Regions from separate parts of the Mus musculus genome. Here regions 1, 2, 4 and 5 are each linked to region 3. Evidence: chromatin contacts called from public HiCAR-type and HiChIP or PLAC-seq data. All regions are on one chromosome and are shown on one strand. Each heading gives the region's core, a stretch centred on a gene start, on an enhancer-like site or on the middle of the called end of the contact. The rest is flanking DNA. Distances are from core to core; before and after follow the strand shown.

Region 1 (4,881 bases), core at 1,969-4,468, 250 kb before region 3:
ATAGGTCTTCTGGTGTGAGTAAGATGTTAAATATTGTTTGCTTAAACTAGAAGTATGGAAGTAGAAAATGAGCAAAAAGAAAACATTGAATTCTAAAGTTTGTATAGATAAACATCCAAGACCTAAACATGCTTTCTTCCCCACCTGTATTCGCCTCCTAATACCAAAAACACTTAAGTGGCTGTTGGAGAGAGATGCCAGCAAGCTATCGTTCTACACGTGCTTCAGAAGGTGAAAGGTAGAGAGAGGAATTAAATAGAGGGGGAAAGGAACAAGCAGATAAGACCCACTTAAAGGATTGCAGAGGCTGTTCACAGCTAAAGGCTATTTTGTTCACAGTAAACATCTTCCCAGGATGCAGAAAATAAAAGAAGCAGCTAAGGGTTTTTAGTGATCTAGAGGTAAAGAGAAACATTTAACCTTGGATCACTGTAACAAAATGTACAGATTGTCTGAGACACAGGGAAGCCATCACCTGTGCCTTAACACAACACACTGATGATAACATAGCCCAGTCATCTAAGCCACCTTCCAAAGAAGCAAAGATTTAGAGGTGAAGAACGTGCTGTTCTTCCCTTGAAACAAAGCCCTAAAGGTCCACCAACCACAGGTACTTAAACTTTTATTTCCAGATTAAGGAAGAGGAGCTAAACAGGCTGATCACTAAAGCTCTTCCAAAGAAGGCCAGAAAATGATGAAGTGTTGACCTCCTGAACTCTGGCTTGAGTAGCAGCAAGCTAGGAAATGCAACCTGATTTTTCTCCATATAATGAATGGGTTGTACAGCATCTGTCACAGTGCAAGCAGAGAGAAGAAAGTTCCGTGGGAACTGATGAGAGCTCACAGGAGAGGACTTGGAGATCTGAAATTCTAATTGTAGTTTACTTTTTTTTATCTTGTTTTGTTTTGATTAGTGACATGTATACTCCAGTGATTGGTGACACTTAAAATAGGGAAAGAAACAACTTTCTCCAGCAACAGCAGAAAAAAAAAAAACCATCTTTACAACCGGCATGGAAATCACTTCCCATAATAAGACTTCGGCTAAAGTCCATTAATTCATGTACAGAAATTCCTGTTCCAAAACCATTTTAAAAGCTTGAGAGAATAGATGACCTCTAAAGTAGGTCTGAATAAACAAGAATGGAGATAAAATGGAACCAAGATAGAACTTCCCGAAAAGTAAGTAATAAGGCTGGAGAGATGGCTCAGCAATTAAGAGCACTGGCTGCTCCTCCAGAGAACCTGGGTTCAATTCCTAACCCCACATGGCAGCTCACAAGTGTTTGTAACTCCAGCTCCAGAGGACTCAATACCATTACATGCAGGCAAGATTCCAATGTACATGAAATTTAAGATCAATTAAAATAAAAACATTTATAGAGAAGAAAAGAAAAGAAAAGAAAAGAAAAGAAAAGAAAAGAGAAGGGCTGGGCGGTGGTTGTGCATGCCTTTAATCCCAGCACTCGGGAGGCAGAGGCAGACGGATTTCTGAGTTCAAAGCCAGCCTGGTCTACAGAGTGAATTCCAGGACAGGCAGGGCTACACAGAGAAACCCTGTCTCAAAAAACAAAAACAAAAAAGAAAGAAAGAAAGAAAGAGAGAGAGGGGGAGAGAGAGAGAGAGAGAGAGAGAGAGAGAGAGAGAGAGAGAAAGAAAGGAAGAAAGGAAGTTAAGCAATAATGACATACACATAAGTATTCTATAGAAGTGTTCGTAGAAGTGGTAAGACAACACTGAGAAATCTAGGATGACTTATATGGCTAATTATACTTAGAAACTCAAAGGGAATGTTAAATTACTCTTTTAATATATTTTTTATTCATTAACACAATCTATTTTATCATATTTACTCTTACTCCTCCCTCTCCCTCCTCCTGGATACACTGCACCTTTTCACTCCTCCCAGTTTCTGGGTGCTCCTTTCACTTTTAAAATACCCCCCTGAGTCCAGTTTGGACCGACCACATACTCCAAGTCTGGCCTACTTTAGGAAATAGAACAAACTTAAATAAGAATTCCTCCTCCTCCTACTTGCCAGGAATAAAAATAATAATAATAAATAAACTTTAAAAAATGAGTTAGGAGGAAGGATCACCAAAGAAGTCATCCATCTTCCCATATCTAAACATACCACATCGCTTAGGAATGGCTCAGCAAATGCTAACAGACATCACCGTACAAAGCTAACGTATTAAAACTCAGTGACGCACAGAGTTTACCACACAGTAATTTTCCAAAAGGGGTCTGCTGAGTTGGCAAAGCTGGGATATAATTTGGCCAGCTTGAAAGAACATTTCCTTTTAACCTAAAATAGATAATATTATCTAACTCTTTCTGGAAAAAAATATTTGAAAGCATGAAGTTCCATTTATCACATAATTAGAAACTGTGATCATGAGGCCAAGGGACGGACAAGCATGGGACCATGCAGAGGTATAAATAACCCCTGTATTTTAATGAAGACCGATTTCCATACACTGCCCGGAGATGCTGAATTCAAAACTCAAATTTCTCACTAAATGACTGGGAAGAGATTTACAACAATCACTTTAATAACTATACCCCCTCAGCTTGTCTACTCAGCCTCTACTTCTACTGCAAACAGTGCAGAACACACAGAATCCCCCCTGCAACTCCCAAACAGAGGCTAAGGTGAGTTTCTTTGTGCTGGCAGCTCCATTAGCTCAGTCTTGAAGCTCAAACCAACCTTGAGCCTTCCCATTGTCCTGCCTTCAATCTCTTCTTCTCACACATCGGCCCTGAGCTCATCCTGAGGTTGGTCTCCCAGATAACCTTCCTGCATAAATCTCGTGGTTTCTCTTATAATCTTTCACCCACATTACTAATGACCGGCTTTTCCTGTACCCTACACACTATACTGCACTGCTACAGCCATCTAGAAGCCCAGCTTTCTAAAGAAACAAGTTAATTGCCGGTCCACAATAGCCAAACATGAAGCAGCTATTGGATGAATTGTGAGTTATTAAGCCTTGGATTCTCAGAGTGACCTTAAAGGAACCTGAAAAGGGTGTATCTCTTGACACACCAGTTTTGATCTTCTCCAGGTCAGAGGTTTGTGCGACCTCAAAGCTCTTTGGACGACTTTATGAAATCCTAAGAAGCCGCCAAGTCCTGCTGAGTAATTGTGTCTTGCTGCAGACAAGAACAAGATGTCACTGACTGAATGAAAGCACTGTGTTTGAAGCACCGGAAACCAGTAGCAGAAATTACTGAGGGCCAAAGGGACTCTTGAGGCAGAACATCTGCCAAGTACTGACCGAGTTCCTTGAGTCGTGATTGAATTCAGCTAATGACTATTCTCTAAAGAAAGACACCCGTGTCTACATCATGTTCTCTTCTCAAAACTACAGAATAAGGGCTCTTTGTCCTCATTTACTGTCCAAAGATCACTTAGGGTCAGGAATTTCCAAAGTCTGTTTTACTACATTAGAGGACTCTCTGCCTAATGAGTGTATGATCTTTGTTTTTTTCTTTTGTTTTTTTTCTTTTGTTTTGTTTTGTTTTGTTTTCCCTAGCCTTTTGGGCATAGTTCAGACAAACAATGCTAAAACAATAACCATTTTCTTTTCCTTACTTATTATCAAAGCCCATATTTTAGATGGTACGATGATGTTTCCATACACAAACATTTCCTGGGTTTCTTGACAGGCAATGATAGCCAGGCAATATGCAGGAGACCAATGACATGTAAGCTAAAGTTGCTGTGGGGTGTTCACCACAGGAGACTGCTTGGAAGTGAGTTTAAGCCAATAGACAACAGTCTTTATCAGCTGGCCAGCTTGAGATCCGAGTGTAGCACTGAACCTTTCTCAGGGCGAGCTTTTAAGCAGAAAAACCATGTTCTGAGTTGACACGCTTCAGTTAACGAGTGCTGCTAGTTAGCCAGAAGGGGAACTACAGACCCTGAGATGTAAGGTTAGTACATATTGAGGCTTTCCCAGAACACTACGGCCTTAGATGGATTTAGACCTCTGTTTTATATTTGGCAGGTGGTGATGTCTGTCCGAATGGTACTTCCATTATGGAGTCTGTTATGCTAAGGTCTGGGGTCTGTTACAAAAACTTCAGGAAACGCCCTTAAAAGACTCACCTGGGACTTCCTTTTTTTTTCTTTCCCTGTTTTCCTCTCTCCTGCCTGGAATCTGGGAGCAGAAGCAGGAAATGCAGCTGAGAAATTATCTTATTTCCATGAAAATAAAGACAAGAAAATCATAAGACACTGATATCCTCAAAACACTGTGCTGCTGGGATCACACCAGCGTGCATCTGTATCTCGTTTTAGGAGAAAACAAGTCAGGTTGGGAATGAACCTCAGGGCAAAGCACTTGACTAAAATGCAAAATGCACAGTCTTCAACCCCCGCACTGAAATGATGAAAGCAAATTTCACCATCTGATTAACTACTAATACTTTATTAATGAATCAGTTTACCTGCGTTTTAAGAGAACTAATATAATAGATTAAGTGTGAAGTAACAGAAGGAAGTAATATACTATCATAACCTGGTATATCTTGCCTTTGGGGTGTATAGTGTGTGCATGCAGTATGCATGCATGTTTATGGGTATAACACATTAAGTCTCTGGTTATGTTATAGGCTAATTGTGTTTCTACTCCATCCCCCAGAACTCACTGAATAGAACACTAATCCTCACAGTCAATCCTTTGAGATGGTACCTTCGTGAGATAATTAGGGCTTAGTGGTATCATAATGGAGAGTTGGATAAGGCGGGGTTTCCCTTCTAAGATAAGATACCACAGAGATCTCTCCTTCCCACAACGCATGCACAGGTAAAGCCACCTGACCTGTAGTATTTGTCATGACAGCCCAAGATGGCCAGGACAGTTGATTTCCTCA
Region 2 (4,516 bases), core at 1,929-4,428, 220 kb before region 3:
GTCAAAACACACACATACATGCAAACATACACACACAGACACACTATATTTAATGGAGGTTAAGTACGGCTATAATGCAGGAAAGTATCATAAGTTTAAACAGTCTCAAAGATATGCTCCAAAGTTTTACAAAATGGTGACTGTATTTATAGCTTTAAACTGCCAGAGAGTTGGAAACCACATCATTTATTAGTCATGAAATGTGATGTGTGTTAGCAAACACAAAAAAATATTTCCTGTAAGAAATATATGGTATGTGTTTTGGTTTCTGAGTAGTCTAGGAAGGCGTCCATCACCCAGAAGGTTAATAGAGGTTAGCAATGCTTCCAGAAACTGTGGGTTTGGCCCATTCCAAAGGTCAGTTCATATCCGGGGAATGGGGCCATGTCTGCAGCCCAGTTCAATGGTTCAGCTATAGACAGGCATGGCTGGAGAACATGCCTGAAATCTGATTGACAATGGCTTCCCAGCTTCATTCATTGGTCCTGAACTAATAATACTTTTTCTTCTTCCTTCCTTGCTTCCTTCCTTCCTTCCTTCCTTGCTTCCTTCCTTCCTTCCTTCCTTCATAGGAAAGTCTTCTTCCTATGTGACAAATAACACTTAATAGAGTTATAGTTAATCTAGTTAATAAGAAATATTGAGATCCCCTGTGCAAATGTTTCTCTCTGATAGCCACACTAACATAAAGAACACTAACATCAGTATCTAGTGCACACTCTTACCTGCTTCACCTCTTTCCCCCTTTCTCTCATAGAAACTCCTTGGGTTTAAGGTGGAGAAGTTGTAAACTGCTTGGGTTTCTCCGTTGGACCATTTTCCTTTTACCCATTCTGCCTTTCCCTCTGAGAAGAAATTTAGATCTCCCTCTTAGCCTACAATAAATCAGGCTCTCATTATTTGTCCACAGTAAGAACTAGAGAGACTCCCTAGAGAGAGAGAGAGAAACCCAAAGCCAACAGTTTCAGGAAGACAATTCTTCTTGAAGGGTTACTGCCTTAGAATCATTTATGGAGTCTAAGACTATATAGGTGGAAGAAACTTCCCCAACACAGTGTTGCTCTAGAAAAAAAGCTCCAGTGAAGTCCTCAAAGTGCAAGAAGCCCTCATGCCTGCCAGGCGTGTGCCAGCTCTGTGAAACCATGGGAGAGAATGTGGATGGTTCTCTCACCACTGGGTCATGTCCACATAGGTGGTGATTGCTGACTACTGATGACTCTTGTTAACATAGTTGACATCTTTTCCTCATTATTACTAATAACCACACAATTAAAAGGGGAAACCCCTGGTACATAAGAAAGCAAGCTTCCTTTATCAGCCATCAAATGTTTTATTCACATTTTATCCTAAATTCATTGGCTCTTCAATATACTAGCACATTTTAATATGAATCATCTTACAAAGTGATTTTATTGAGTATATTTTATTTTATTACTGTCTCCAGAATTAACTTTTTTAAATGACATCAAGGGGTTGGAGAGATGGCTGGGCAGTTATAAGCACTGGCTACTCTTCCAGAGGATCCTGGATCTATTTCCAGCCCCCACATGATGGCTAATAATTATCTGTAATTCCTGTTCCAGGGCATCTGAGCTCCTCTTTTGGCCTCTGCAGGTTCTGCATGCATATGACACACAGGCAAAACACAAATACAAATAAAATAAATCTTTATAAAAAATTAATGACATTAAATTTGCTGGTCTTTCAAAAGATAAGTCTACATCAGTAAATGGACTTCAGTTTTATTCCCAGCCCACACCTAAGTTGGCTTAACGTCACCTGTATAGCCCCAGCTGGAGGTGTATCTGACAACTCTTACCTTGGTGGACATCTGCAGTCACATAGCTACCCACACACATACACACATATGCATCATTTCAAATAAAAACAAAATTTAAAAATAATTTATCTTCCCAAGTGTTTTGAACTCTAGTCCTGGAAATAGTTTCTTCATTAGAAAAGCATAAATGTGCAGAAAATCCATTGTGTCCATCATGATTTCTACAAGAAATTAGAAACCACATTAAATACTTTAACCAGAGATAGTGGTTAGTTTTCATGTCAACTTTTCTGGATTGATGGGCACCCAGATAGCCAGTAAAGTGTTACTTCTAAGTATGCCTGGGAAATGTTCCTAGAACAACTGGGCCATGAAATCAGTGTACTAAGGAGGCTCCACTGTCACCCAGTGTAGCTGGGCATGATCCAATCATCTGAGCTGCAAATAGAAAACAAGAGCAAAGAAAGCAAATTCACTTATTGTCTCTCAAGGAGCCAGGCCTGGGGCATCATCCCTGAAGGGTCTCCAGACTTTGTACTCTGAGACCTGCACTCGAAACTTTTTGGGTTTCTGAGCCTTCAGCCTTAGACTGGGAGATTCCTTGGTTCCGAAGTCTTCCAACTTAGACTGGCTGCAGAACCACCTTCCCAGAGTATCGTGGGATCTCTCAGACTCTCTAGTCACGACAGCCAGTTCCCCAAATCAACACCTTTATAGGGTGCATTCTCATCTGTCCATGCTGAGCGCCATGTGCAAGAGTACCATGTTGGCAGAGCCCTGCCATTTCAGGTAAGGAACCCAAACTCCTGGCCACAGAGACACTGCAGACAGTGAGGTGAATGGTCACAAAGGCCAGCTGAACATTCTGATCCAAAATTACTGCACCTAAAAATAACTTCTGTAATCTATCCTTGTCACAAAAGAATCTTCCAAATGTACCTCTCTTGTCACTGAAACAAATTCTGGGATGACCGATTGTCTTTCAGCTAGGCACAAATCATTTCCCCCGGTCCTCCATGTCCCCCCAGAATATAAAATATTTCCAATGACAAATGGCTGAGAAAATGTTTTAATCATTGTTAACAATGATGCTCGGTTCCCACCACTGAGTTCCACAGAGAAGGAAGCTTCTTGCAAAACACTCCCTTCAACAATAGAAGTGTCCCATAAAAGGACCAAAGACCAAGAACATGCATTCCCTCCTTCCCTTGTTAGATGCTTTCTTCTCCAAAGTGCTTACTTGCTGTTTAGCTTGTTTTCTCCACATATTATCAAATAGTTTCTGTCAGGAGAAATGCCGCATGGCTTCATAACTTTCTTAAAGATCAGACGTCTCTACATCTTGGAGAGTTATCAGATGTCCCTGCAGCTTGGAACATACTGGCTGCTGTCCCCACCCTCTATTTTACACTCTGGACTTGTTTTTATTCTTTCGCTTTCAGTTAAGAATGACCTTTCAATTGGGTTTTTCCATGCATGGTTCTTTTCCTAGAATAAGAGCCAAAAATTTTTCCATTCAGACTGAGTTATGAAAAAGTTCCCTTTTCTCTAATGGAATTTTAAAAAATAGATCACACTATACCATTTTGATTCTTTATGTTGCCTATCTTAAGAAAAAGAAATAAAGATCTGTGAATGGCAAAATGCCATAGCATATCTTCTTAATTATAACCACCAAATGACTCTTTAGTGATCTCTTGAAAGGATAAGTTTATCCCTGGGTTTAAAGTTCATGTTCTTATCAATTAAATAAAGAGCCCGGCTCCTTACCACACACTTGACTACAAGTATGTTTCGCCAGGTGATGTATTATAGATTATGAAATCTCACACAGAATCTTAACACGGGTTTATGTAGAAAGTTGTTGCAGGGGTTGAAGTAGGAATAGTGCTTTAGAATCGCCCCTCAAAGCAGTCTTAGGGGTGTGGTTTACATTTTTTTGTTATCATTGTGATATCATGGTTGGGACTATAAATAAAAGATTTGCTTTTAAGTTGTTTGGATGCAACACAATTGAAATCAGAAGATCTTTCCAGAGGTAAAAGGCATTTTAGGCTTCCCTGAGAAAGAGGCAGCTAAACTGAGCTGAAACATTTTTTTTTTTTTTTTTTTTTTTTTTTTTTTGGTGAGTGTGAAACCTCTCTCAGTCTATCTCTTCCCCTATAAACTTGAGATGAAAATAATAGCACATATTTCATATATGTGTTAAAGAGAGTAAATTAAAACATTTCAGAAATCATATACACAAATGTCTCTTAATAAATGATAGCTATCAGTATTGCTAGCATATTAAAATGTTTCTCATTTCTTTTATCTCTTTAAAAGTTATTATACCTGTGTGTGTCTGCCCCCCTCTGTGTTTGTGTGTGTGTGTGTGTGTGCCCATATAGGTTTGAGAAATATTATATAAGCTACATTTCTGATAGATGAACTAAAGTTCAGAGAAAGTAAGTAATTAGCCTAATATATATTGGTCTATTAAAGTATAGCCAGTCAGTTTTGATAACTATACAACTCAAAGAACCCAGTGAAAGTGCTGTTGCATAAACTCATTTGTTTAACACACTATGTATATAGGGTCAGTGTTATCTGTTACCAGAAGGTCAGTGCTGGGTTAATCAAGTATTAACCTGTATTTATTGGACATTAAAAATGACACACCAAAGTCTAGCCTCTCCTACTGTAAATAAGAATTCTACTTCAACCACAACATAACTTTTCTCATCCTTACCCTAG
Region 3 (4,391 bases), core at 484-2,983:
TTAGAATTTACTGAGTGCCACAACTATGTAACAAGTTCTTGTCCATGAATTGAACATATTTGGAACATAAAGAGGAAAACGAACGGAGAACAAAGCATAATTTGGCTATCTGTGCCACAAGTGTGACATAGAGACAGTGACGAGGGCAAATAAAATGATTAAATAGCCTTTCTATTCAAGTTCAGGAATTCCCACAAACACCCCAATGGCCAGACTCTAACAGCACTCCTCTGGAGTGACAAGAGTTAAAACTTCCATGCCCACGTCATAGGGAGAAGAAAACGCACTTTCAGGAATCTCCCATGGCTTGTGTGGTAAACCAAGAACTAGAAACAATCGATGGGTTCAGCCAGATGTCCACGGGCCTACAAACTTCAGAAAGGGCTGTCAAAGCACGCACACCGCGCTTTTCAGGGAGCTGTGGGCAACACTGTGGCTTAAGGCACAGTGTTTTAAATCAAAAAATAACTTTTTAAAAATAAAAGACAACCAAAGCTTATGAGTAGCCAGTGTTAAGGAACAGCAAGGGGTCATTCTTTAAAATAATTGCGATGAGAAGCTCCAACAACTGAGAAAATTTAGGCGGTGTTTAAATCTACCCACAGCTGCATCCTGTTTCTCCCTCCCCCACCCCCCCAAATTATGCAACTCGGTTCGTGAAGAAAGGAAACCATACAACCCGCAGCTAAAGAAAGGGCTTCGCTAGATGTAACTTTTCCATTCTCAAGCACACAGAGAAAATCAGAATTCTGAGCAGGCCTCTGAACCGCCAACATCGTAAACTAAGCGCAGAACACTAAATCACTTTTCTGAACCAGGCTTTCCTCTACGTCCCGAAAAGTGGGTTTTCTTTGATTCATCCCTACAAATAGATTAGGAATACGGGTGTCTTAAAAATCCAGTTCCCAACGCTTTACCCTCTGCCACTGCTTCTCACTGAAAGAGTTACAAGAAGGAAACTACATCTCTCTCCATCAGCTCCAAAAACCTCATAATAGTGTTATAATTTCTCAGAGGTTCTTGAATTCGGAGGTCGGGGGAGAAGTGAAAAGGGAAAAGGTTATGAGATGGAAGAAAAGAGAATCCGAGGCTCTCAAGTTCTTTTCCAGGAAGCCAGCGCGCTAGCCCTCAGGGTCCCTTGGGCGCTGGACTCCGCAGAGGTCTAGGCAAGGACAACGTGCCAGAATCAGGACAAGGCATCTAATCACTCATGACTATTCGCGTCTGTCCGGCCGCTAAGGAAGTCACAGGGGCCGCTTAACGTCTCGACTATGGGGGGGGGGGGGGGTGGAGGGAAGTCCCTCCCCATCCTCCCAGCGTGTGAACCCCGAATAGAGGGGCAAGGAATCTCGCGGGTGGGTACCTTGAGGGCGCTCGGCGCGGGCGCCACCTCTGGGACGGGACTCCACGGCCCCGCAGGAGGACACGGAGGAAGTGGAGGAGAAATCGGAGGAGTCGGAGCCGGGCGAGCCGGGCGCGGAGGGCACGGCGGACAGGTAGCCGGTGTCGCCGGCGCCGGGGGCGGAAGGAGGCGAGGCGCCGTAGAAGTAAGCCAGGTTGAGCGGGCTGGTCATGAGGCCGCAGTCGCCGGCCGCGTCCAGCAGCCCCTCTCCGCCGCGGCTGTCGTCCAGCAGCTTGTCCACGATCATGCTCCCAGGCTAGGCGCTCGGGGTCCCCAGACACCTGCGCCACCGGATGGCTACGCGGTTGGCTGCGGCAGAGCGACTAGTACGTGCGCGCCCGGAGGGGACCGGGCTATTTAAATGAACTGACCTCCTCCTCCGCGCTCCGCCCGGTGAGGCGGCGCCTGGGCTGCCTCCCGCCCCGCCTCCGGATGTGTCTAGTTTCCAGTAAAATGCCCGGGATGAGGCAATGTGCCCTCCGCCCTCGCCCCGCCCCGCCCGGGCCGACCGGTTGTTTTCCGGCGGCTCACCTGGAAACCCCGGCTAGCACCCGCGCCCCGAACCCCCGTCGGGGCCAGCTCCAAGTTTCCCCGGTTGGCCTTCGCTGGACGCACCGCATCCCCAGGGGCCCGGGGTCCGCGGCAACCGCTGTCTGCGCAGGGGCTGCGATGCCCGGGGGCGAGCGGGAGCCCCGGGCTGCTGCAAGAACAGGTCCGCCCAGTTCGGGGAGTGGGAAGCCAGAGCGGTGCGTGCAGAGTTCAGTCTCCTCCCTTGCCTCCAACATTTAGCCCGCCTCCAAACCTGGAAGCGGTTGCCCGCGGACTTTCTGGCCTGGACTCAATTTCAGAGCTCTTGCAGTTTCTCTAACTTCATATCTGGGCCATAAGCAATCTTTTTTTTTTTTTTAGTACAGTATTAGAATAAACAGCAATGACTACCCTTTCGTATCCTTCAATACTAGAAAAAAGCTTCTAGCAAAATGATGAATACGCATATATGCGTGTATATTCTTTGTATGTTTTATATTATTTTTTACGTATTATGTAACGTTTTATTCTGCACAACTTGACCTAGTCCTGATAAACACAGGGATTTTGATGCCTCTACCTTGAATACTTTTTTCAATGTTTATACTTCCGCCGCAAATCCAACTAGCGAACCGTCAAGGGAAGTTTATTTTTAAGGGAGAGAAAGAATGAATGATTAAGTCTAAATTTTCAAGTAACATCTTAACACGTGGGGATAAGGTATACACACACCGATGAAAAGAAACTGACTATGATTAAACATCGTGAGAGGTACAAAGTTCAGTGAACAGCCTAAAAAGAGACTTTCTTGTGGAGAGGGGGAGAAGGGGGAAGTCTTCGCAAAGAATGAGATGAGCCCTAAAGGATGGCCCTAAAGCGTTTGCAGGAAAATCATCTGCCAAGAATTAAGGCCAGGAGTCAGGGAAGAATCCGCAGTGCCTTTTAGGACTGCCAAAGGGAAAATAGCATAAATGTGAAAGGTAACCTGAGCGGAGCACCTACAGGGACCAGCGAAGTTACTAGAACTTTAACGTGAGGGAATCTGAAGCTGGCAGAAATGAAACAGTTTTAGAGAAGATGAGACTGAGGGGAGTCCTAGTGGCCTAAGAAGAAGGAAAAAAAAAGTGACCTAGAAGAAGAGATAGTGGCAAAGAGGTAAGTAGAAATAACTAGATCATTACGTAAGTAAATGGCTCTGCTAGGCAGAATCCACAAATCTAGCATTGCTGACGGGGGTAAGCAGCAGGCAGCCCACAGGTGCTACAGGGCTAGGCAGGTGTGGAGCATGACTAAAAGCACAGCTAAAATTAATATCAATGACGCCTTGCCGTTCGCACAGCTGCTTGTTTTCTGGAAATAAACAAATATGGGGAGGTGAGGGGATTTGATTCCCCTAATTGTTAGCTGTTAGGCTCTTGTTCTGTGCGCAGGCAGCCTTGAGAGAAAAGAACTGTCAAACCACATTCAACACTCCAGAGAGCTACATGGCGGCTGTAGCTTCTAAAACACTACTCCAGCTTCTGAAGATGCAGCCTCAGAGCCACACTTCTCCCCCACCCCCACCCCCACCCAGGAACCCTTCCCACTCCGGCCAGATTGAAGGCCTGTCCCCTGGTGGTAGTCTAGGAGAGACTGCTGCAACTGCTGCAGATGGAACACTGTTGTGATTGGTGTAAATACAGCCCTTCCTTCGCCTGAAGGTCATAGGTGACTAGTACAAACACTTCTTTTCTGGCTTATACTAGAAGCAGACTGCCTGGCCCACGAGGGCCGCTAGCAGACATCCTGCAGTTCTTCCCACCCCCCACTGTTTCAATGGCCCAATTAAGGGCTCTTGAATAAAGTTGCCTCCTTTTCTGTGTGATTAACTTTTAAGTTAGCATACCAAAACCAATGCGTGCCACTGTGGCATTTTTATATGTATTTGTCATTATGATCTGTTCCTTCCCCAACTCATCTCCTTCCCCCACTAGCTGCTCCCTGTCCCCACCAGTTAGATAACCTTCTAGAACACACGTTTTAACCCTCTGCTTCCATCGTCTTCTCTCTACCCTCCTTTCAGATCTTTGTCTCCTCTCTACACACATTCGCAAACTACACACACACACCACACACACGTGAACTGTCACAGTGATTAAAACCCTCATTTGTCTAACGTGGGTCTGACGCTGTTCTAAAGATAAAGATGAGACGACTTGTGGCCTTTTAGGCTCAGATGCACACCGTCTGCATCTAAGGACAATGGAAAAGATGAAAATAATGTATCCTAGAACTCTGTGACTCGTGGAAAGGAGAAATCTCTTCCAAAGTGACCTGAAGACACCCTGGCAGTACAGGTGTTAATAATTTACTTTATTGTGTTTCATACGGCTGAACAGTTTGAACTGTTTTATGGTACAGGTAATGTTGTAACACCATTGTCAGAGCTCTAAAAATGGAACAGAATTCTTTAAGTGTAAAT
Region 4 (4,403 bases), core at 840-3,339, 160 kb before region 3:
ACACTCCTACCAAAAAATAGCCTATTCTACAGAGCATTGTGCCACAGAGCCCAGAAATATGGTAGGCTAAGTATATTAAATGCATTTTTTTACTTTTGATATTTTGTTTTATTGTTTATTTCTTTTTTGTTAAACTAATAAAATTTATTTTAAAATATACAACTCAATATAGACATTTTTTAAGTAATCAAAATAATTTATAATAGTTAAATGCCTCTTAAATATACATGATGTCTTCTGAAGCTAAAAGTAATATGTGCTCAACCAGTTTTAAAAGTCTATTTGGAGCATTAAACATGATAGAAGTAGAAAAAAATCTCTTATGAAGTACTCTATGAAAAAGAAATTGTGACAAGTTCCTAATTAGACAGAAACCATTCCTTCTCCAAGGGAGAATACTCAGTGTAACTGTGACTTCATAGAATGAATTGGGTAGTATTCCTTCTCTTTCTATTTTGTGTAATAGTTTGAAAAGTATTGATTTTAGGTATTCTTTGAAGGTCTGGTAGAATTCTGCACTAAACCCATCTGGTCCTGGGCTTTTGTTGGTTGGGAGATTTTAGTAACTGTTTCTATATCTTTGGGGGCTGTGGGACTGTTTAGATTGTTTATCTGATCCTGATTTAACTTATGTATTTGGTATCTGTCTAGAAAATTGTCCATTTCATCCAGATTTTCCAGTTTTGTTGAACATAGGCTTTTATAGTAGAATGTGATGATTTTTTTAAATTTCCTCAGTTTCTGTTGTTATGTCTCCCTTTTCATTTCTGATTTTGTTAATTTGATACTCTCTCTGTACCCTCTAGTTAGTTTGGCTATGGGTTCATCTATCTTGTTGATTTTCTCATAGAACCAGCTCCTGATGTGGTTGATTCTTTGTTTAGTTCCTTTTGTTTCTACTTGGTTGATTTCAGCCCTGAGTTTGATTATTTCCTGCAGTCTACTCCTCTTGGATGTATTTGCTTCTTCTTGTTCTAGAGCTTTTAGGTGTGCTGTTAAGCTGCTAGTATATGTTTTCTCCAGTTTCTTTTTGGAGGCACTCAGAACTGAGTTTTCCTCTTAGCACTGCTTTTATTGTATCCCATGAGTTTGGGTATGTTGTGCCTTAATAAGTGGATATTAGCCAGAAACTTAGGATACCCAAGGTATAAGATAAAATTTTCTAAACGCAAGAAGAATGAAGACCAAAGTGTGGACACTTTGCCCCTTCTTAGAATTAGAAACAATCACCCATGGAAGGAGTTACAGAGACAAAGTTTGGAGCTGAGACAAAAGGATGGACCATCTAGAGACTGCCATATCCAGAGATCCATCCCATAATCAGCCTCCAAACGATGACACCATTGCATACACTAGCAAGATTTTGCTGAAAGGACCCAGATATAGCTGTGTCTTGTGAGACTAGGCCAGGGCCTAGCAAACACAGAAGTAGATGCTCACAGTCAGCTATTGGATGGATCACAGGGCCCCCAATGGAGGAGCTAGAGAAAGTATCCAAGGAGCTAAAGAGATCTGCAACCCTGTAGGTGCAACAACATTATGAACTAACCAGTACCCCGGAGCTCTTGACTCTAGCTGCATATGTATCAAAAGATGGCCTAGTAGGCCATCACTGGAAAGAGAGGCCCATTGGACACGCAAACTTTATATGCCCCAGTACAGGGGAATGCCAGGGCCAAAAAATGGGAATGGGTGGGTAGGGAAGTGGTGGGGAGGGTATGGGGGACTTTGGGGATAGCATTCTAAATGTAATTGAGGAAAATACGTAATAATAAAAAATATTTTAAAAAAAAAGAAGTCTCTAATACCACGGTTCCTTCATGAAACAATGCTTTTCACAAACGACAATGAATAAGAATCAGTCTACAGAGGGAAGCCAGGGAAAACCGAAACTGTTGTTTCTAAACTTCATTATGACAGACAGCCCCACACACAGATGATCTGTCTCAGGAACTCTGGCTCTCCCAGGCTGGCAGCACCTTCCTTTAAATCAGAGGAATTAAGTTCTCAGCAACTACTAGACTGACTTGGCCACAGACACAAGCCCCAACTCACCCTATTGGTAAACAGAACAGAAGTAATGTCACAAGGAGCCAGGACTGCTGAGCAGGAAGCCTGAAATAGCAAATCCCAGAGCTTAATTTAGAAGAACCCTTCCAAAGTGGAGCTTACAAAACAGAACTTAACTGCTGTTGAGAAAAACCAAAGGATGTGGTAACATTTTCAAGATTATAAATGCCTGTATCTCCTCTATTTGAGGACTCATTACAGATGAAGGCTCCAACTAAAAGGAAAGCTACAGAGGCCTTGCCCAAGCCCACTGCACCAAGAACTTTTAGCAGAGACATTATCAATTGTAGTGAATTTCATCAAAAAATAAAACAAAGGTTGGAAACATTAGAACTTGTATTTGTCTTTACCATGTTCTGAAATGGCTGTTTAGGGAAGTGCTTTTCTCTGTTTATATAGTTTCATTTGTTTGGAGGTTTTGTTGTTGTTGTTGCTGGTGGTGGTGGTGGTGGTGGTGGTGGTGGTGTTGGTGGTGGTGGTGGTGGTGGTGGTGGTGGTTGGTTGGTAGGTTGATTGGTTGGTTGGTTGGTTGGTTGGTTGGTTGGTTGGTTGGTTGGTTGGTTGGTTTGCTGGGTTTGGTTTTGGTTTTGGGTCTTTTTGGTTTGGCTGGTTTGGTTTGGCTTGGTTTGGTTTGAATCAACACCTCACCAGAAGACATTAAGCACTAAGAATGCATCCTTTGAGGCTGAGTTTGTTTACACTTGAGAAGCAGCAGAACTCAAAGACTTTATATCTCTAAATTATGTAAAATATCTGTCTTTCAAAATCCCCATGAATACCAACAAAGAAATATTAGCTGGATAATATTATAGTCTTATGAATTAGAGCAGACTCAGATCCCATGGCCATCTGGGTCAGTGTGCAGATATGTTAAAGTGGGGGATGAGGCTCAATCTCATGTGTGACATTTAACCCATTAGCTAAACCTTCCACAGAAACTGAGAAGTCATGGATATCATATTTTATCACTTGAATCTGTAACTACTTCTGGTCAGAACTATCAGAAAGATCTCAGCAAAATAAAACAATTATCTATACCTTATAATGTGAAAAGAAAGAAAGGCTTTGTTTTGATTTTTTTTTCTCTTAAAAGTGGAGTCATACTTAAATTACTATAGACACTGACACATTTCTTTCATAATTTTCCAATCTATAACTTGTCCCTTAACAACATTCTGGTTGTTTATGTCTTATACTCTCATATATAATAAAATCAAAATGCTTTTTCTGGTGATTTCACAGTTCAAATTACTTTCTGTGCTAAACTAGAGGTAAGATTTTGGTGGAATATTTATTGGTTTTATGGTCTCTTCAAGATATTTCTTATTTGTGTGTAGAGTGTGAATTTGGTTTCAAGTATATTTTTGTGTCTAGATTCCCTATTCTTTTCTGACTAACCTTTTTCCCTTTTTTTATTTTCTTCATGCATTATTCTTAATTGTATTAGTTTTGGAATTCTGCTTGTCAATTATTTTGCTAAAATATTTAAAGATTTAATTTCAAATAAAAGAAAGCGGGCTAGCCTGCATTCAATACAGAGGAGAACATGCAATAGAGAATTCATGTAAATCTCCCAAATTTTATCCTCTATATTGGAAACAGAACCTGTGTCCTTTTTAACATGGTTCTTAATTGTCACATAGCTTCAAAGCACATCTGAAAACAGTTGGAATAGCAGCTATCAGCACAAGAGTGGAGGGATATCCAGAAACCACAATGAATTATTCATTCTCCGTGTTGCTCTGTACTCAAATCATACCCAGAGTAACGGCGATGAGACCAGTCACCAGACTGCAGAGATCTGTCATATCCTGACTTCTGACTAGGGCTTGGTTTCTCACCATAAAATGAGACAATTCAATGCATATGTTACCACATTCTTCTAAGAATTCAATGAAACAATATATGGACAGTGTTTGACAGTGCTAAGCACCCTCTCCTCTCTCGTTCCAAAGATTACACAACACATGAATGTAAGAGCCAATGGGCATAAGTGTTATAGCTCTTAGGGGAAATATATCCTGGAAATTGGGAGGCAAGAAATATCACTAAGTCACACCACATAACAGACCTCTCACAAGAGATTTATTGGGAGAAACACAAGAGAATGGTGGCCTCTGCTCAGGCAAGAAGCAGCAGGAGACTGAGCAGGAGACAAGATTGTATAGGGTTGGGTGTTTGGTTGGTTGGCTGGCTGGCTGGCTGGCTGGCTGGCTGCCTGGCTGGCTAGTTGGTTGGTTGGTTGGTTGGTTGGTTGGTTGGTTGGTTGGTTGGTTGGTTGGGGAAGTTTTTCAGGGTGGAAATTTTCAGGATAGGGATTGGTTAGATTTCAA
Region 5 (4,777 bases), core at 88-2,587, 190 kb before region 3:
AGCATTCAATTGGTTCAGGACCATTTGTCATTAAGTCCTTTGTCCCAAATGAACTCTGCTGGTCTCTCAATCTATCACTGACTACAGGCAAACCCTATTTAGAGATCCATTATGTTGTTCTCAAGGAAACATTTTCTCAACAGGAAGGAAAAGAGTACAGGAGAGCATCTGAGGAGTCGCAGTGGTGGCTGTGAATCTTCTCATCTGCACCATCAGAGACATCCTAGAAGACTTGAGCTACCATGAGAGAAAAGATCTGAACCTGGCCTTGAGCCTGTGTAAGCTGTGTTCTGATCTGGGCTCTTGTGGCCATTAAAAACAGTCTTTTCCATGGCTTTAAGCACGTGTTGAATTTAGAGAAATTAATCCTGTTTGAGACAAATGAATGTATGGATAATCCCAAGAAGAACTCCTAAGCTCAGTGATACAAGGATAAAACAATAGTCCTGAAGTACGCACACTTTTTTTTTATTGAAGTAAATGGGGCAGGGAGGACAATGCTGATGGATGGTAAAATATAGAGACGGGGAAAAGGCTGAGAGATGCTGATCCTTTGATGTCTCATGGACCCCTCATGTGTTTTAGTCACCACATGCATTGCCATTCCAGTCTTGGTTTACTTCCTGCATGGCCTGCTTAGTAAATGACCCCAACACTCAGCCCATTCTATAACCCTGAAAGCAAGCCCCAGAAGCCACCTCTCTACCCCCTTCCTTGTATGTAGCCAGTCACTGGCTTTTGTTGTTACCCTTGAATTATTTCTCAACTCCTCCCTTTGACTTCTGCCACAATTAAACCACAGGAATCAAAGCCACAATCATCTCCTTCCTTACAGAAAATTTTCTAGTCGGCTCTCTCCACCCTATTCTTAGCTGCATTACGGATGCTTTTCTTCATGTTACATTGGATTTAGAAGAATAGGAAAGGAATTAAAATATTCCCAGTACAAAATACTAATAAGTATTTTAAAAATGGAAGTTTTGCTTTATTTAAAGATATAGTCTATGAGCGTGTCATATTAAATTACTACATCACATGCCATAAGTAGATACCATTCAGTAATTTTGAATGAAAAATGATGATAATAAGCCCCTTCCTTAGTAGACTGGATAACTTACATTAACTCTAGTCGTTGCTATATATGTTCTTATTTTTAATAAATTATTCTTGTAACCCCATGCCTACTTCTCATCTCCATTCTTTCTTCTTTCTCAACAATGCTCAGCCAGTTCCTCTGGGAAGCTTTCCACCACTGACTAATATCAGCTTTTGTGTTCCTCCTGAGAGGTGCCTCAGTTCCCTGTTTCCACTCTCTTGAAGCCAGGTCACATGACTTAACCTCTGGCCCAGGCACCCTCAGAAAGCTGAACCCATTCGTGTTTCTCAGCACACTGTCTGACACACCATAGGAACTCAATGTGTGTTATTGCTGAGAGTGTGCACAGAAGCTAGAAAGCACACTCAGCAGAATGGAGAGAACTGCACTAGAGCTCCTGTGTGAAAATCAGTGCGACTTTAGTCCAGAAAAAAAAAAAAAAACTGGAGGCTCAAAAAGGTCTCCAACTGACATTTTCTAGTAAAATAAATAAATAAATAAATAAATAAATAAATAAATAAATCTGTTTAAAGACATTAAGATCTATCTGCCATCACTCCATACCTCCTGTTCTCCTATGGACACTCTGCTTGGACACTCTGTTTTCAGAGTACATTTCTTTCTCACTGGCCTTCCCAATGATATCATTTGCTGAAGTGCCATAACAGAGGTACACAGTTTCAGCCACAGAAACCCATTGTCCTGCAGATCTGGAGTTCCATCTGTGGTGAAGAGGTTGGCAAGGTTGTTTCCCCCACCCCAAACCCCCGCCCAGGACTCTGAGACACAGTCTGTTACATTCCTCTCTCCCAGCTTCCAGTGGCCTTAGTCATTCCTTGGCATGGTGATGCTGTTTCTCTTCCCCCTGCATCTTCACACTGCTTATCCTCTGTGCGTGTCTGTCTCTTCACATGGCACCTTATTCTCATATTACTCGTCTTAAATAAACATATCTGTAAGGAACTTACTTCCAAATAAGGTCACATTGTGACATACCAGGAGTGTGTGTACATATACATATACACATAAGTGTGTGTGTGTGTGTGTGTGTGTGTGTGTGTGTGTGTGTGTGTGTGAATTTAAGGAAGATACAATTAGTAATACAGATGAGCATTTTATAGCTACCGTTATTGAGGCTCTGCCTTAGGTCCATGCAAACCAAAAATTTTAATACTATATGCATCTAAGGAAAGGAAAGTTCAAATTCATTTCCTATCAACATCTTTAACAGAAATAAGTTTGATGGCACATGAAACATTCCCTTCAATAGTTACTTCCTGTAAAGTTATGTGTGCAAGAGTGCCAAGGGGAACATAAAAGCCCTAATGATGTCTTCAAACACCATGAAGAGAGAAACCCTGGTGGATCAGGGATTTTTATCTAGGGAAAAAATACTTTTAAAGATATCGTCCTTCACAAATGATAATCACTTAATATTTATACAATAGCTATTTATTCTTTACAAGTATATCTTTATCAATAGACAGAAAAATTACTTTCAACTATTGTATTTTAGAATTCTATTACAATGCTCTCAAGGCTAAAATGAGTAACACTGTTTCACACCTTGGTACTACATCCCTTGAATGCTGTGCTACAGTATTGCTAAGAACAATTGGAATTTTCTTTGACTCTTAGTGAGTTTTCATCAGAATAAAGATACAGTTTTCCCTAGGGCAGATGCATTCCTGCATAATTGTTAATGGGTGTGTAGTAAAGGTGGAAGAAAAATACAAGTTTTTAAACGAACAAATTTGGTTAATGAAATACTAATTTTGAATCCAAAGGATTACCACAAATAGTCCTAACCAAACCGAAATCCTCTTCCAGGAACTGAAAACAATTAAAAGACTGTGATTTTTTTTTTCTTATTTACATCCTACAGACGTATTCAGACCAGAGGGTTTTTGATTGCCTGTCAGCGCAGGGAGAACAGCGAACAACTGAACCTAGTTTCTTCATGAGAGTGAATATCTGTGAAATCACTGCAAGGAAAGAAGAGATTAACAAATACAAACTTCTCTTCTGTGAAGAAGGAGGGATATATAATTAGAGTAATTACAGTTTAATCCTCAGGATTATATTGATAATTAGAACAGAACAAATGTGATAAAACAGATCAGTATTTTCAAATGGCAGGTGAATATCTATTAATAGTTTATAGAACCAAATTACTGAGTCACATGTAATAATAAACAAACATGGCTGAGAATATATGTAGCTCAGTGGCAGGAATGTTTGTCTAGTACACCCGAGGCTCTGAGTGCTAATGAATGGTGAAGCCTTTACTAGTTATGAATTCACAGCAGTTATGGCTGCTTGAATAAGACCAAACTAGTAAACATTCCATGATGGATGTCAAGATAACTCCCAGGCTGGAAGCTATTAGCAGCTTATGAATGGCAGGAGAGGGAGGGTCACTTTTATTCAAGGGTGCAACCTTTTATATGTTGCCTGTTCTCGAGGGTGTCCTACACTCATATGCCTGTAAGCAGTATGAATTTGGCTCAGTGAATTATAAAGAAAAAGAAAAAGAAGAAAAAGAAAATATGAAGTGGGAAGAGAGCATGGAAAGAAGCCAAAAAGAAGTTGGAGAAGGTTATAAGTGGATATAATCAAAATGCATTTATATATTTTCAAAAAGAGATAAATAAAATAGTATTTCATGACATCTTTATTCTGAGTTTACTAAGTACCATATCAATAAGATATGTATATTTTACTGAAAATTATTCTCATACGAATTTGAAAGCTACTAGCTATCAACTCAGCTGTTTTGGCTCAAAACTCCTCTCCAAACTGACTGATTCAAATGGACTTCTCTTAGCTTTTGACTGAATTGCTCTGCTTGGCTTCAAACTAATTCTGGCAATCTGTTCGAATTTTCTGGATTCTAACCTTCTGGATCTTCCTCATTCTCTGGCCCCTTCTATCTTCATGTATAACCTGTCTTTGTAAACCTGCCCCCCCCAAAATCAATCTCTCTCTCTCTCTCTCTCTCTCTCTCTCTCTCTCTCTCTCTCTCTCTCTCTCTCTCTCCCCTTCCCCTCCCTGTTCCCCTCTCCTTTTCCCCTCTACCATCCCCCATTTATCTCTGAGCTTCTCTCTTAAGAGACCTCTCTTTCCTGGACTGTTCTTAAGAGGGATGAATCCTTTCTCTGATTCATTCCATCAAATTTTTTTCTCTTATTCATCACTTTGTTACTCAATTAAAAGTCACTTCCAAACATGGCTGCTTCCTCCTACAAATTAACTTTGCCTGCAGTGTGTGGGATTAAAGGTGTGCACTAAGGTCCTGTCTGTATTCCAGCCAAAGGGATTAAATGTGTGTCATTCCAGTCAGATCACACAGTCCTAGGTCTTTGGATGTGTTCCTTTGCCAAAGCAGGCATGTTGCTGGATAAAATTTCTCTACACTACACACTTGAGTCTGAGAAGTCGGAGGCCCAAAGCCCAAATAGTTGGCTAAGACTGACTCCTATCTCTGAGAGGTATTTTGTCTTCCTTCCCTCCAGAAATGGAGTAGGCAGATGTCAAAGGGAAATGATGAATCTCTAAAAAATCTCACACAAATAACATTATAATATCTTGTAAAAAAAAAAACTGAACCAATAGCATCTAAGCAATATCAGGTTTAATTTACCAATATAGTTGCTGACTATATACCAAGAAAGGAGAGGA

What was found. HiCAR-type assays count read pairs that join an accessible place to other places. HiChIP or PLAC-seq counts read pairs in DNA pulled down with a chosen protein or histone mark.
Region 1: a HiCAR-type map of PVALB interneurons shows a contact between it and region 3, with 5 times the contacts expected there. The contact joins the enhancer-like site here to the promoter of Nfkbiz in region 3. A contact is called at or near these places in 4 of 39 promoter capture datasets (the C10 cell line, embryonic stem cells, hematopoietic stem and progenitor cells and 1 more), 1 of 15 datasets of contacts at CTCF or cohesin (CD8 T cells), 1 of 484 Hi-C or Micro-C datasets (CD8 T cells), 16 of 115 datasets of contacts at active chromatin or transcription factors (the 230-238 cell line, CD8 T cells, PVALB interneurons and 12 more) and 4 of 9 other capture datasets (adipose tissue, liver, macrophages and 1 more).
Region 2: a contact with region 3 is called in an H3K4me3 HiChIP or PLAC-seq map of intestinal villus epithelium, with 7 times the contacts expected there. The contact joins the enhancer-like site here to the promoter of Nfkbiz in region 3. A contact is called at or near these places in 7 of 39 promoter capture datasets (the 3T3-L1 cell line, the C10 cell line, cranial neural crest and 4 more), 4 of 484 Hi-C or Micro-C datasets (adipose-derived mesenchymal stem cells, nephron progenitors, uterus and 1 more), 18 of 115 datasets of contacts at active chromatin or transcription factors (the 230-238 cell line, CD8 T cells, the NIH/3T3 cell line and 12 more) and 4 of 9 other capture datasets (adipose tissue, liver, macrophages and 1 more).
Region 4: an H3K4me3 HiChIP or PLAC-seq map of bone marrow-derived macrophages shows a contact between it and region 3, with 4 times the contacts expected there. The contact joins the enhancer-like site here to the promoter of Nfkbiz in region 3. A contact is called at or near these places in 1 of 484 Hi-C or Micro-C datasets (nephron progenitors), 4 of 115 datasets of contacts at active chromatin or transcription factors (CD8 T cells, bone marrow-derived macrophages, effector CD8 T cells and 1 more) and 3 of 9 other capture datasets (adipose tissue, liver and macrophages).
Region 5: a contact with region 3 is called in a FOXA1 HiChIP or PLAC-seq map of pancreatic cancer cells. The contact joins the enhancer-like site here to the promoter of Nfkbiz in region 3. A contact is called at or near these places in 3 of 39 promoter capture datasets (the C10 cell line, macrophages and pre-B cells), 2 of 15 datasets of contacts at CTCF or cohesin (CD8 T cells and pro-B cells), 13 of 484 Hi-C or Micro-C datasets (B cells, the C2C12 cell line, CD4 T cells and 10 more), 12 of 115 datasets of contacts at active chromatin or transcription factors (CD8 T cells, the HPC-7 cell line, bone marrow-derived macrophages and 9 more) and 6 of 9 other capture datasets (adipose tissue, bone marrow-derived macrophages, embryonic stem cells and 3 more).

What each region holds. Positions count from the first base shown.
Region 1 is chr16:55,568,068-55,572,948 of GRCm38.p6, forward strand. The region is part of intron 1 of Gm45968 (a long non-coding RNA gene); the gene reads right to left. Among named protein-coding and RNA genes, the nearest start is that of Gm45968, 12 kb to the right of the region's middle. Within about 2 kb of position 3,219, at least 22 of the 459 cell types and tissues checked have an H3K27ac peak or open chromatin away from gene starts, as enhancers often do. A contact at or near this core is called in PVALB interneurons, adipose tissue, heart atrium and 1 more, where this site is marked.
Region 2 is chr16:55,603,508-55,608,023 of GRCm38.p6, forward strand. No RefSeq gene overlaps it. Among named protein-coding and RNA genes, the nearest start is that of Gm23003, 11 kb to the left of the region's middle. Within about 2 kb of position 3,179, at least 16 of the 459 cell types and tissues checked have an H3K27ac peak or open chromatin away from gene starts, as enhancers often do. A contact at or near this core is called in adipose tissue, intestinal villus epithelium and vascular smooth muscle cells, where this site is marked.
Region 3 is chr16:55,820,405-55,824,795 of GRCm38.p6, forward strand. Nfkbiz (nuclear factor of kappa light polypeptide gene enhancer in B cells inhibitor, zeta) reads right to left here and starts at 1,734. Exons shown (of 12, transcript NM_001159394.1): 1 at 1,364-1,734. The coding sequence starts at 1,649.
Region 4 is chr16:55,662,077-55,666,479 of GRCm38.p6, forward strand. No RefSeq gene overlaps it. Among named protein-coding and RNA genes, the nearest start is that of Gm23003, 69 kb to the left of the region's middle. Within about 2 kb of position 2,090, at least 26 of the 459 cell types and tissues checked have an H3K27ac peak or open chromatin away from gene starts, as enhancers often do. A contact at or near this core is called in bone marrow-derived macrophages and macrophages, where this site is marked.
Region 5 is chr16:55,630,499-55,635,275 of GRCm38.p6, forward strand. No RefSeq gene overlaps it. Among named protein-coding and RNA genes, the nearest start is that of Gm23003, 38 kb to the left of the region's middle. Within about 2 kb of position 1,338, at least 51 of the 459 cell types and tissues checked have an H3K27ac peak or open chromatin away from gene starts, as enhancers often do. A contact at or near this core is called in the C2C12 cell line, CD8 T cells, adipose-derived mesenchymal stem cells and 6 more, where this site is marked.